2 separate regions of the Neogale vison genome follow, and region 1 is linked to region 2. A link is a contact called in public Hi-C data. All regions are on one chromosome and are shown on one strand. The core of a region is the stretch at or near the end of the contact, and the rest is flanking DNA. Distances in the headings are between cores, read along the strand shown.

Evidence for each region. A called contact is a pair of places that touch in the nucleus more often than the background predicts.
Region 1: a Hi-C map of muscle shows a contact between it and region 2, with 3 times the contacts expected there. The contact joins the promoter of SH3RF1 here to the promoter of CBR4 in region 2. A contact is called at or near these places in 2 of 3 Hi-C or Micro-C datasets (fibroblasts and muscle).

The regions. Positions count from the first base shown.
Region 1 is chr11:139,386,761-139,392,666 of ASM_NN_V1, reverse strand. It overlaps SH3RF1 (E3 ubiquitin-protein ligase SH3RF1), which reads left to right and starts at 2,698. Exons shown (of 12, transcript XM_044224825.1): 1 at 2,698-2,815; 2 at 4,356-4,843. The coding sequence starts at 4,451.
Region 2 is chr11:139,094,475-139,100,712 of ASM_NN_V1, reverse strand. It overlaps CBR4 (3-oxoacyl-[acyl-carrier-protein] reductase), which reads left to right and starts at 4,235. Exons shown (of 5, transcript XM_044224824.1): 1 at 4,235-4,550. The coding sequence starts at 4,421.

The DNA.
Region 1 (5,906 bases), core at 1,449-3,948, 290 kb before region 2:
TGTTTATATTTTTCTTGTATCTACTCAGTCATAGGGGACATAAGTATATCAAACTTACATTCTTTATGTTCAATTCCCAGAAGTGATAAGATGACCATGCTTCTCTTTCCCCAACTGTTCCTTCCCCTACAGTATTTTCTTGAGAGGATTTTGCAAGTATTAGTGTTTTCTCAAACTTTTCAAAGACCGTGGAAAGGATTTTACCCAGTATAACTCTGCCAGGGTAATTTTTGGCAGATAATGATAATGAGATCTTTCTTTAATAGAGAGGTGCAGATTACAAAGAACCAGCACATTATTTCATTGACTCTTCCAAGAACACTCTAAGAAAGGTATTATTTTTTCATCATTTAACAGAAGAAAGATGGCTCAATTTAATTTTAATTTGCCTAAAACTTGCTTTTACAGCTAGAGTAATTAAGGCTAATAGAAGAGTTGTGTTCTACAAAACATAGTGAACTAGCACCAGGGACGTTCAAAGAACGGCAGCCATGTGCCAGCTACTATTCATGGGATGTGTAGGGGGGCTCCCTTGTTCACTTCAGTCTTGGACACACTGTCTTCAGTTCTTTGGTAATGGGTGTGACTTACTGATTTTCTGGCCTAGTTTCATGAGCTGCACCATTCCACCCATGACCTTATATATTATTCTCCGTAAAAACAAACAAACAAAAAACCAAAATAAGAACAAAAAAATTGTCCCTTGCTCTCCAGAGTAATTACATGATTAACAGTGTCCTCTTTCCCCTAGGAGCAGATATAGTACCCTTAGTTTTGCCTGAGGCATTTCGTAAGAAAGGGTACTTGGAATCCAGAGATCTGAGGTTGAGTCTTGGTTCAGCACAACTGACTGCGTGACCTGGGGATGAAATGAACCTCTTTGAACTTCGGTTTTAAGAACTATACACTGCATATACTCATATTTATCTGTTTACTTACTATAATCTTCCAGTCAGCCCCACTTTGATCTGCACAGGTCCAGCTGAGAAGTATACAGGCTAAGTAGTCACTTTCAGAGTACCTTATTTTTAGATTATTGGATGAAAAATTCTCCATGCTGTTCATTCCTTCCCTTGCTTTCTCAGCCCGAATGCACATGTATTTGCTCGCTTCTAATGGAGGGGGAAGCGGCTGTTATTTCTGGTATGATTCTCAGCATATTAATCTATTCAGAACAAAGCTAAGGAGGCATAAGGTCTGAGACTACAGTAAGGATTGAATTAATGGATGCAGAATGTTTAGCACATACAATGAATGATAATTATTAACTGTTAACTTTTTTTTTCTCTTTCTTAGGTGATCTCATTGTTCTCGAATAGTTCCAGCAGCGGCCTGGGTGGAGACTAGAAAATAATCTGGCTCCCCTTCAGAATGTCACCCTGCTCGCTGGCTAGGCAGGGATTTCTTGCATAATATCTTTAAGTCCTCTTATTTTCAGTTTCTGCACACCTTTGAGGAAGGGTATTTGGGATACCTTTTTTGTAAGTTGATGGGGAATGCAAATAAAACCAAGGCAACGTTGAGATAACGACAAAATTTTAATTTGTTTCCCCCTCTGAATCGAGTCTGAAAAACAAATCTGAAAACCTGTGGACATGTTTTTCAAAACTACATTTCAGAGTTTACAGGTGTGCGCCTGCGGCAACCGAAACAAAGATTACAGTGACGGTTATGGCTGCCTCCCAGGCTCAGATAAAAGAGGCGCCTCTCAGCTAGCTCCCCGGTGCCAGCTCACCTGGGGTCAGACTTTGAGTTTTCCCCATTTAGGGCGGGTACAACAGTAAATCCCCGCAACTGTTTTCCTCGTCTCTGTCCCCTCCCATTTTGAGTTTCTGGGTCAGCAATCCTCCCAGCGGGCTCGGGTTTGTGCCCCGGGGAGGCAGCGTGATGCCTGGACGCCGGAGGCCCGGGGAGCAGTGTCAGCCGGCGGCGGCCAGAGCACGGGCCGGTGGACAGCTGCCCTGGGACTGTTTCCCCGCTGATCCACCGGGCCTCTCTCGGACCTCGGGGTAACAACACTTAACTCTCGCTCTACCAAGTGTCTCCGCAGGCCTGGGCGTACAGATGCAAGGGAAAGTGGGATCCGTTCCCGCCAGGGCTGCTCCCGCCCTTTCCCCGGCCCCCGCCTCTCCCGCGCCGCAGCTGGTCCCGCCCCGAGTCGTCCGTCCCGGGCCGCCGGGCACCACTGGGCCTGAGTAGGACGCGGCCGGCCCCCGCCCCATGGCGCCGTCCTTCCTCACTCCGCCGCCTCTCCCAACCCTTTCCCCTTCCCATTGCTTCATTTTTCAGGCGCGTTTCCCTCAGGGAGAGGCGTGTGCCCCCAAACCAACTACCTCCGTCGCTCCTGGGGACCCCGCTTCCGGGACTCTCAGCTCTCCAGCGCCCCCTCAGGCCCCCGCCCCCACTCGCCCTCGGCGGGGGAGGCGGCGGGAACCGCGCGCAGGTACCTCAGCGCCAGGAGGAAGGCGCGCCGGGTCCGCAGTTCCCGGAGGTGCCGCGCCCGCTCCGGGGGGAGGCGCTGTGGTGCGGGGCCGCCCCCTCGCGCCCCGGGCGCCCGCAGTGGCTCCGCGTCCTCCTCCTCCTCCTCCTCCTCCTCCTCCTCTTCTTCTTCCTCCGCCCTGCTCGGCTGGGAAAGTGGGAGGAGGCGGCGGCGGAGTGTGTGTGTGCACCCGCGAGGGGGGCAGCAGAGAGGAGTCTCCGGGTGCCGCCGCGGCGTCAGAGACGCTGCGAGAGGCGGGCGCTGCGGGGCCGCATCTGCATCGGGCTCCGCCGCCGCTGCGGGGCCGCGAACAAAGAGGAGGAGCCGAGGCGCGAGGTAGGGCGAGGGGCCGTGCGGGGAGCCGACGCGTGCAGACGCCCGCGGCCATGGAGGAGGTGGTCGGGGCGCCCGCTCCCCTCCGCGCTAGTCGGTCCCTCAAGTCCCTCCGCCCTCGGGTCCCCGTGGGCCCGGAGCCGGGACGGTGCGGGCTGCCGACTCCCGGCAGGAAGCTGCCCCGGCTCGGTGCCGCGGTCTCCCCGGGCGCAACCCGACACTCCCTTCTCTCCCGTGGTTCGCTCTCTCTGGGGACTCCCGCCTCATCTCTGCGGCGTCATAGATGTTTCCCGAAAGGTGGCACTCTGTGGGGCTGACTTTCGCAACTTAAGGCTGCGGATTTATTTTTAAGTCCTTGAGAACTTCCAGCAGTCGTTTTGGGGGGGATTTATGTGCCCGGCCTGACCCCAAGGGTGGTGGAGAGGAGTGCTGGTGAATGAGATCCCGGTGGCGGCAGTGGCCAGGCTGCAGCGCCCGCCCGGGACCTTCCCTGTCCCTGGTCGCCAACACCTGGCTCCGGGGTGTGTCTGCGGCGAGTTGCCGCCGCGCCTCCCTGCGGGTCTGGGAGTACCTATGCTTGGCAGCGTGGGAGAGGGGCGCAGCCCTGGGGCTCGCCGCTTCCCGGCTCTGTCCAGAACAGCTGTTAATGCTTCCATCACAGTCTTCTTACCCTTTTTCTCTTAGGTATTCCCCTTTACATTTATTTTGGTGGTAGGGGAGAGCGGCGCAGTCACGGCTTTAAATGCTTTTTCCTGAATAGGCCCATTTTCATATTATGCTCACAGTTTTCATTCCAGCATTCCATTGTCAAATTCTTTTGGTGATAATTTTGCCAGATTTTCTGAATGGGATTAGGACAGGCCGTTCAGAAATCCGTTTCAGAGTTTTGTCAACCACTGCCGTGAAGGGTGCTTTTATATTTCAGCTGCTTTCAAACAGATCTTTAGTTGTGTCCTTTGGATTTGTCAACCTTCCGCTCATTTTGGTTGGGCAAGATTAAACAGTTCTATTTTTAAGGGCAGCGAAGAAACATATGTATTTAATATTGGGATCATTTACCGCAAGTGATCACATGAGGCATGGTTTCTTAAACACTAAAGTAGCTTAAAGATTGGGAAGTTTGTTGAGTTTAAAAGTAATTTCAGGTAGAGGAAACTTTCGGTTGCTTCAGTTCAGCCTCTCATATGAGTTGAGGACTTGATTAAGGCAGCCAATATCACTTTGAGGGCTGAAGAAATAATGTTCTTTATTGCATTTCATAAATCCCATTTTATTGCAGGAATTCTGTATAGTACTTGATAGGTATTTCTGCACAGTGAACTCCTAGATATCTTTAGGGAATAATTTTGAATTGTTTAAAAAGCCCATTTTGATTTTAATTGTTGACTTTGGAGTTCAGGAACCACATTCCAAAGCAAAGCTGCGCTATTCAGAGGAAGCACTCTTGTGTACTTTTTGGTTCTTGGCTCCTCTGTGAACCTTTTCCCCCAAATAACAGTACTAATTTTCTGTCTTCTCTCCTCCCCCTCCCCCATTACTCCAGAGCAAAGTCTGAAATGGATGTTACATGAATCACTTTAAGGGATGCACACAACTATGAACATTTCTGAAGCTTTTTTTTCAGTAAACTAGATAAAGATGGATGAATCTTCCTTGTTGGATCTTCTGGAGTGTCCTGTGTGTCTAGAGCGGCTTGACGCTTCGGCAAAGGTCTTGCCTTGCCAGCATACGTTTTGCAAACGATGTTTGCTGGGGATTGTAGGTTCCCGAAATGAACTCCGGTGTCCCGAGTGCAGGACTCTTGTTGGCTCGGGTGTTGAGGAGCTTCCAAGTAACATCCTGCTGGTCAGACTTCTGGATGGCATCAAGCAGAGGCCTTGGAAACCTGGCCCTGGTGGGGGCAGTGGAACGAACTGCACAAATGCATTAAGGGCTCAGAGTAGCACTGTGGCTAACTGTAGCTCAAAAGATTTGCAGAGCTCCCAGGGTGGACAGCAGCCACGGGTGCAAGCCTGGAGCCCCCCGGTGAGGGTGAGTAGCCTGCAGAAGCAGTTTGGTGAATGAAGGTGGTGACAACTCCATTTTTTTCTCTATGCTTTTGCTTGATACTTTCTAAATCAGTTCATTGCTGAAGAAGCTACACTTACTGGAACAGACAGGAAATTATGCCTCAGGATTTTTTTTTTCTATTGGAATGTGAGTGGATATAAATAACAAATTTGTGTTTTTAAAAATTCTCTCCAGATAGTCTCTATTACCATTTAAGATAAATTTTGGGGAAGAGGTAGCAATTATTCACTGAAATCTAAAACAAAGCAGCTTTTTGGTGCCCATTTTAAAATGGAAATTTGGCATGATTTTCCCCTTTTTCATGGAGTTGGGAGAACCATAGTTATGTATATATGTACATATATGATACAAGTTACACATATGTATGTGGGTGAATCATAAGCTGGAAATTAAACCTTAATTTTTATGTTACATTGAGCTATTCTAGCCATTCTCTTGGTTTTATGAATGCACAGCACAGAATTTACTGGTTGGAGGAATTCTTAACAAATCATGGCCACAGGTAGCTGAGTTTCGTTGCTGTAGCAACGAAATGTCTTTTAGGACTACGTGTAACAGAAAACCTAGCTTTATGTTGGGTTTTGTAGGGAGTGAAATGAAATGTTTCCAACAAAATGATTTTTCTGGGGTTTTGGGTTTGGGCTGAAATAATTTTAAATGAACCTAAATATTTGGACAGTTACCTTATTTTAAATTCCTAGAAGGTAAGTTATTTTGAATAGATCTATATTATATTGTGGGTGATGGTATTCTAGTAAAACACATTCTCATTTTTGTAAAAATAAGAAGTAGTCATGAGCATCAGATAATTAAAACAATTTCATTTTTGTTGGAAGAAACAAATTTGATAATTGGCCAAACTGACAAAATATAGTTTTGAAGAACAGTTAATTTGCATAAGAATTTTTTTTCAAATATTCATGGGAGAACACTCATAACTGACTTTTTTCATTTAGTGTTACAATAGCCATTGGGATAGGCATTATATAGTATAAATTCACAGATGTGAATATCAGAAGCTATA
Region 2 (6,238 bases), core at 2,986-5,485:
GAAAAGGAACAAGGAGGATCTCAGTACACACCAATGGAATGATCTCCAAGATGTACTATTCTTCTTCTTCTTTTTTTTAAGATTGTATTTATTTATTTGACAGACAGAGATCACAGGTAGGCAGAGAGGCAGACAGAGAGAGAGGAAGGGAAGCAGGCTCCCCACTGAGCAGATAGCCTGATGCGGGGCTCGATCCAGGACCCTGGGATCATGACCCAATCAGAAGGCAGAGGCTTTAACCCACTGAGCAACCCAGCTGCCCCGATGTGCTATTCTGAAACAAAACAAAAAACAAACCAAGGTGTAGAACAGTATTTGAAATAGGAAAGATATATGTTTTCTAGAGAGAGAGAGAGAGAGAGAGAGAGAGTGTGTGTCTCTCTAGAGAGAGAGAGAGTGTGTGTGTGTGTGTATACACACACACACACATATATATGTATATTTATATATGGTGACAAAGTCCACTATAATGCTTAAGGTGCCCTTTATGTGGATCTATGAGGAGGAAATTTCGCTTTGGATCTATGAGGAGGAAATTTCGCTTCGGAAAATTACTACTTGTAACTAATCATGTTTCCTTAGTTGCTTTAACCACTAGAAAACTCAGAATCACATATTCAACTTTTCTTTAGTACTGAATAGATTCTTATTTGTATAACTTTTCAACTGACTTCATGTTATTTTTCCGGCATTGGGGGGATGAGGGTGGTCCTCTATCTTTTAAAATTATTTACTCTCCAAAATATAAAATTAAAAACAGTAAAATCATTTACTCATGTATTGCTTTTCAAAAAAACAACACATATTAATCTGACATTTTCCATGAGTCAGGAGTCTGGGTACCATGTAGCTAGAGCGTCTGCTCAGACTTGATATCAAGGTGTGGGCTTGGGCCGCAGTACTCAGCTAGGGCTTGGGGTTCTTCCAGCTCACTGATTGTTGGCAGAATTCACTTCGTTGCACCTGTGGGACTGAGGTCCTTTTATTCTACCGGTTCTTAACTGTGGATTGCTCTCAGGCTCTAGAAGCTCTCCCTCCCCACCAGTAGTTCTCAGTGTGGCTATTTGCCTTCTCTCTGAGGCCAGCAGCAAGGCCTCTCATGCCCTGAATCCCCCTCACATTTCAGATGTTTTGGATTTTCTTCTGCTATCAGCAGGAAAAAAAATGCTGTGCTTTTAATTGTTTCACCTGATGAGATTAGGCTCACCTGGATAATTTATGTATTTAAAGGCTAATTGAATTGGGATTCAATTACATTTTCAAATTCCTTTCTCAGTGGTTCCTAGATTAGTCGGTGGGGGGGGAACCTTAGGAGAGATCAGTCAATCACAATTACCATAATGGTGGACTATGCAGCTGTGAAAAGGAACTAGGAGGATCTCATACACAACTCTGGAATAATCACCAAGATATACCATTGTTCCACAAAAAACCCCAACAAACCCCAAACCCAAGGTATGGAACAATATTTATAGTGTATAACCTTTTGTTAAGAAAGAGAGTGAAATAGGAAAGATATATGCATTTTCTAATATTTTTGAAAATAAAGAATGGGAGGATACATAAAAAGTTAACCAAAAAATGTCAGTTTACAGGGGTGCCTTGGTGTCTCAGTTGGGCTTAGTTGGTTAAGCATCTGCCTTTGGCTCAAATCATGATCTCAGGGTCCTAGGATTGAGCCCCACATTAGGCTCCCTGCTCAGCTAAGAGTCTGCTTCTCCCTCTTCCTCTGCCTCTCCAACCCACCCCCCATGTGCTCTCCCTCTCCCAGATGAATAAATAAAATCTTCTACAAAAATATCAGTTTATAGGGGTAGGAAGGAAACAGGGACAAGGATGAAAGTTAGACTTCTCTAAAGTACCTGTTTTGTGGTTTACACTTAAGACCCATGTAAATGTTTTATATAATTAAAAGACAAAGTTATATAAAAATGATAAAAAAACAATTTCTAAAAATCGTAAACAACTTGGTATCAGGTGTTTGGTATAACTCTTCAGAGAAGAACTGTTTAAAGAGCTCTTAAATCACAGTATTTTGACAATATTGCTGTATACTTTAGGGACGAACTCCATTAAGAAATCTTAAATTGCATTCAGTTTTCTTGTTGTCAGTGTTAATATTTGTATTGCTGAGGTTTTTTTGAAATTGCAGTAAAATACACACAACATATCTTAACCATTTTAACTGTACAGCTCACTACTATTAAGCACAGCTGTATTGTGCAACCATCACCACCATTCCCCTCAGGGACTTTTCATTTTACAAAACTGAAACATTTTACCCTTTAAATAATAATTCTCAGACTCAGCTCCCCCAGCTTCTGGCAGTCACCATTTGGCTTTCTGTGAAATTTTAAGTGAAATTATACAGTATTTGTTTTTTGTAGCTCATTTCATTTAGCATAACATCCTCAAGTTTCATCTATGTTATAGCATATTGCAGAATTTCTTTCCTTATTGAGGCTGAATAATATTGCATTATGTGTGAGTAACACATCTTGCTTATCTACCATCTGTTGAAGGTCCTTTGGGTTGCTTCACCTTTTAGCTATTGTTAATAACGCTGCTATGAACCTGGGTATACAAATATCACTTGATATCTTGCTTCTACCTTCAGCCTTTTGAGTATATGCCCTGAAATGGAATTATTGTATTATACAGTCATTCTATTTTTAATTTTTTTGAGGAAACACCATTCTGTTTTGTGAAGCTACTGTCCCATTTTACATTCCCACCAACAGTGCAGAAGGGTGCCAATTTTTCCATGTTCTCATGGATACTTGTTATTGTCTTTCTTTTTGTTGTTGTTTTTGATAGGACCCATCCTAAAGAGCGTGAGGTTTTACTGTGTATCTTTGCCAGCCATTTCAAATCCCTTCTGGATCTAGGTGAAATAAAAATAATATTTAAAAAATAATAGCCAATTTTCTTACATTTCCTTTTCCCTCCCTCCCCCTTTCTTTCTTTGCTCTTTTCCATTTATTCGAAACTGCAGTCAGTCCTCCAATCCAGCTTTTCCATGCACTCCTGTATTTGTTTTGTGGACCTCCCTCTCTTATTTCTGAGCTCTTGTGTTAATATCATTTTTCACTTTAGGGTTTCCAACTATTTGCTAGTGTTTGTGTGTGTTGGTCCTGTTGTCCCAGGTTGTGTATTTTTTATTAGCAAGACCCATGAAACTTGTACTTTTTTGAATCCTCTAATGCAATGATACTCTATCAAGAAATGCTTCCATTTGGGGCACCTGGATAGCTCAGTGGGTTGAGCCTCTTCCTTCTACTCAGGTCATGATCTCAGGGTCCTGGTATTGGGTTCCGCATCAAGCTCTCTACTCCGCGGGGAGCCTGCTTCCCCGCCTCTCTTTGCCTGCCTTTCTGCCTACTTGTGATCTCTGTCTATCAAAGTGAATAAAAAAATCTTAAGAAAAAAAAAAAAAGAAATGCTTCCTTTTAATAGTATCCTTGTTAACAAATGCTCAAGTTTTAGCTTAGTAACTCTCAACACTCAGCACGTCCTCTTTAGAATTGTAGGAACCTGTTTTTGTTTGCAGCAGACATGCTTTTTTCATCGGTCTGCAAGACTATTCAGTCACTTAGCGTTTCTTGAGTTCCTGCTATATATGTTCTTGATAGGCATCTGCCTTTGCAACACCCTTTGAGATGAATGGTAATATTCAGGTGGGGTGAGATCTATTTCCGTTGCAACTTGGATTAGGTACAGGTAGGATAGGTTTTGCGTGAGTGTGATACTTGGGGGTCACTTCTTCAATAGGCAGAGCATTTAGTCTCTAAGCCAAAAACAATTCCTGAATGAAAAGCAGACAGTGGAACCCTGAATAATGTATATCCTGGGTTTTAAGTAACATAATCAATTTATCTGGGTTGACGGGACTGTTACGATTTTAAAACGTTAAGTCCAGCGTTTTAACCCCATTAGTACCAGGCAAACTGGAATGGTAGTTCATCTGAACTCTAATTCTGACTCTCATGTCCCAACGGGTATGGAGGTCAGCCGGACTCCCCTTCACTGCCTTGAGTACATTTCCCACTGAGCAGTGAACCCATGCCTCTTCCGCTCCTTCGTGAAGACTACAAGTCCCAGCATGCAGCGCAGCCCTTCACGGCCTGTCCCAGGCCCCCTGGGCTCTTCCACGCTTGCGTCCCCCATAGGGCTCTGGGACTGGTAGCCTGTGCGCGCTGACGTCGATGCGTATGCGGCGTACTCTCCGCGCCTCTTGCCCCGCCTACTGGGTTGGCGAAGTCCCGCGGCGGGAGGTGTAAAGCGGTGTTAACTTTTATTTTTCTTTGGCGGCAGTTTGGTCTTTTAATAAGCATCTGTGGTTTAAAAGCCAGGAGAATCTGGAAAGGGGCCGTCACTCCTAGCCCTCTTTTCCTCCGAGTTTGCGACTCTGTGGGCCAAGATGGACAAAGTTTGTGCTGTCTTCGGAGGCTCTAGAGGCATTGGGAGGGCAGTGGCCCAGTTAATGGCCCAAAAAGGCTACCGACTGGCCGTCATCGCCAGAAATCTGGAAATGGCTAAAGCCGCCGCCGGTGAGCTCGGCGGTAGGTACCGAAATGGAGTTGCCCAGGTTGTGTGGCTGCAGTCCGAGAGCCTAAAGTTCTCTCGTTTGTAAAACGAGAGGGTCTGGCGTTTACGGCTCTGCGGGTTAGCAGTTTAGTTGCCCACGTCTAGGAGCACCCCGTCTTGAGTGTGGACACCTGTTTGGGTAGAGAACCCTCAACACCCGGTTTCCCGCAGTGTCTCCTCCCACACCGCCTGTCGCCAGGGGCTGAACACTTGGGGTTTTCTTTGAGACTTAGCTGTCCTTTGAGGCCCTACTAATTAAGCACCCACCCCCTGAGGCTAGGGCTAACCGTGCTGCGTTGTTTTGTTTTGGTGTCTGGAAGGAGGGAGACTCACAACAGTTAATTTTTTATGGAGGGTAAAGGGTACCTTCGTGCCACGAAGTCCCGGGCGCCGCCGGGAGACAGGGCTGGGCGGAAAGTAGTTGAGGCAGGAAGGCTAGGCATGACAAGCCTGAAAGCCTCGCTGTAGTTTTTGCAGCGCTGTAGTCTTGCTGCGGGCTGTGGTTTTGTTTTGTTCGGTTCGGTTTTGTTTTGTTTTGTTTTTCTTTTAGGCTGCGGGCTGTATTTTATAGACAAACTCTTGAGTACTAGCCGGTTTTGAGATACACTTTTTTTTTGGCTCTCCTGCATCCATAGCCACTTAATAGGTTATTACATTGTTTTGGTGGCTTTTACAAATGGAAAATTGATTCAGATTCCTTTTTATTGCATTTAAAATCCAATCTTTTCGTTTATTAGTAATGGATTAGTAATTGTTTTGCATTATTTTGCAACTATAAGGGAGAATTAGGATGAAGGAAAGATGCCAGGATGCTGCAGTTTAGTAGGAGGCACGAATGCACTTCGTTCACTATCTGGGAGGCACTGGGAAGAGGCCTGGGGATGAATCTGGAGGCTGTTACTTTAACGTTACAATTGGTTACTATTGGTTTACTCTAATTTTGCACTTGGGCTGGGAAAATATTAGATTCTTTTTAGAGAGGGGGATTAGATTCTTTTTAGAGAGGGGGAAAACCCCGCAAGTTACAGAACAGGGAGGATTTCCGTGAATGCTTCTTGCTACTCATATTTACTGTGTCACAAAGGAGTGAGAAAGTGATTTTCCTGATGGTGTCATCCCAAGCCATTAGTGTTTGCTGGAATATATTAAAACTGTTGGTTGAGCTTCCAAGGGTTATTGTGAACCCAACAAGTTTTCAATGAAAGCCAACAGTGGGTCACAGAGGATGCCTTTGGGCATTTTACTTCTTTGAATTTGTGTTCGATAAGTGATTGGTTTTCACCTACAAGGTGTGACTTCCCAGAAAACTTACTGCTTCCAAAGACCTTAGAGTGTAATTTTAGTGTTGACCACTACTAGGCGAGGTCAGCCAGAAAATAAGCAATTGTTTAGTTTTTTAAAAACTCCCATTTTAGAGTATTACAGTTATGTATTATTGAATGGAAAATGCTTTCTTTGATATGTATTCTTTTGGTATTTAAACATCTTCAAAATGTGGGCATTTAAAAAAGGGGGAGTAACAGTTGTTTTTGGTAAAAAGTTTGTGTGTATGTGTTTTTTAGTTTTGACATTTTTTTTTTAATAGCTTCCTGCTTTGTAGTGGTCAGACTTGAATAATAGTTACTGTAATATATGTGCCATAGTTAAAAAA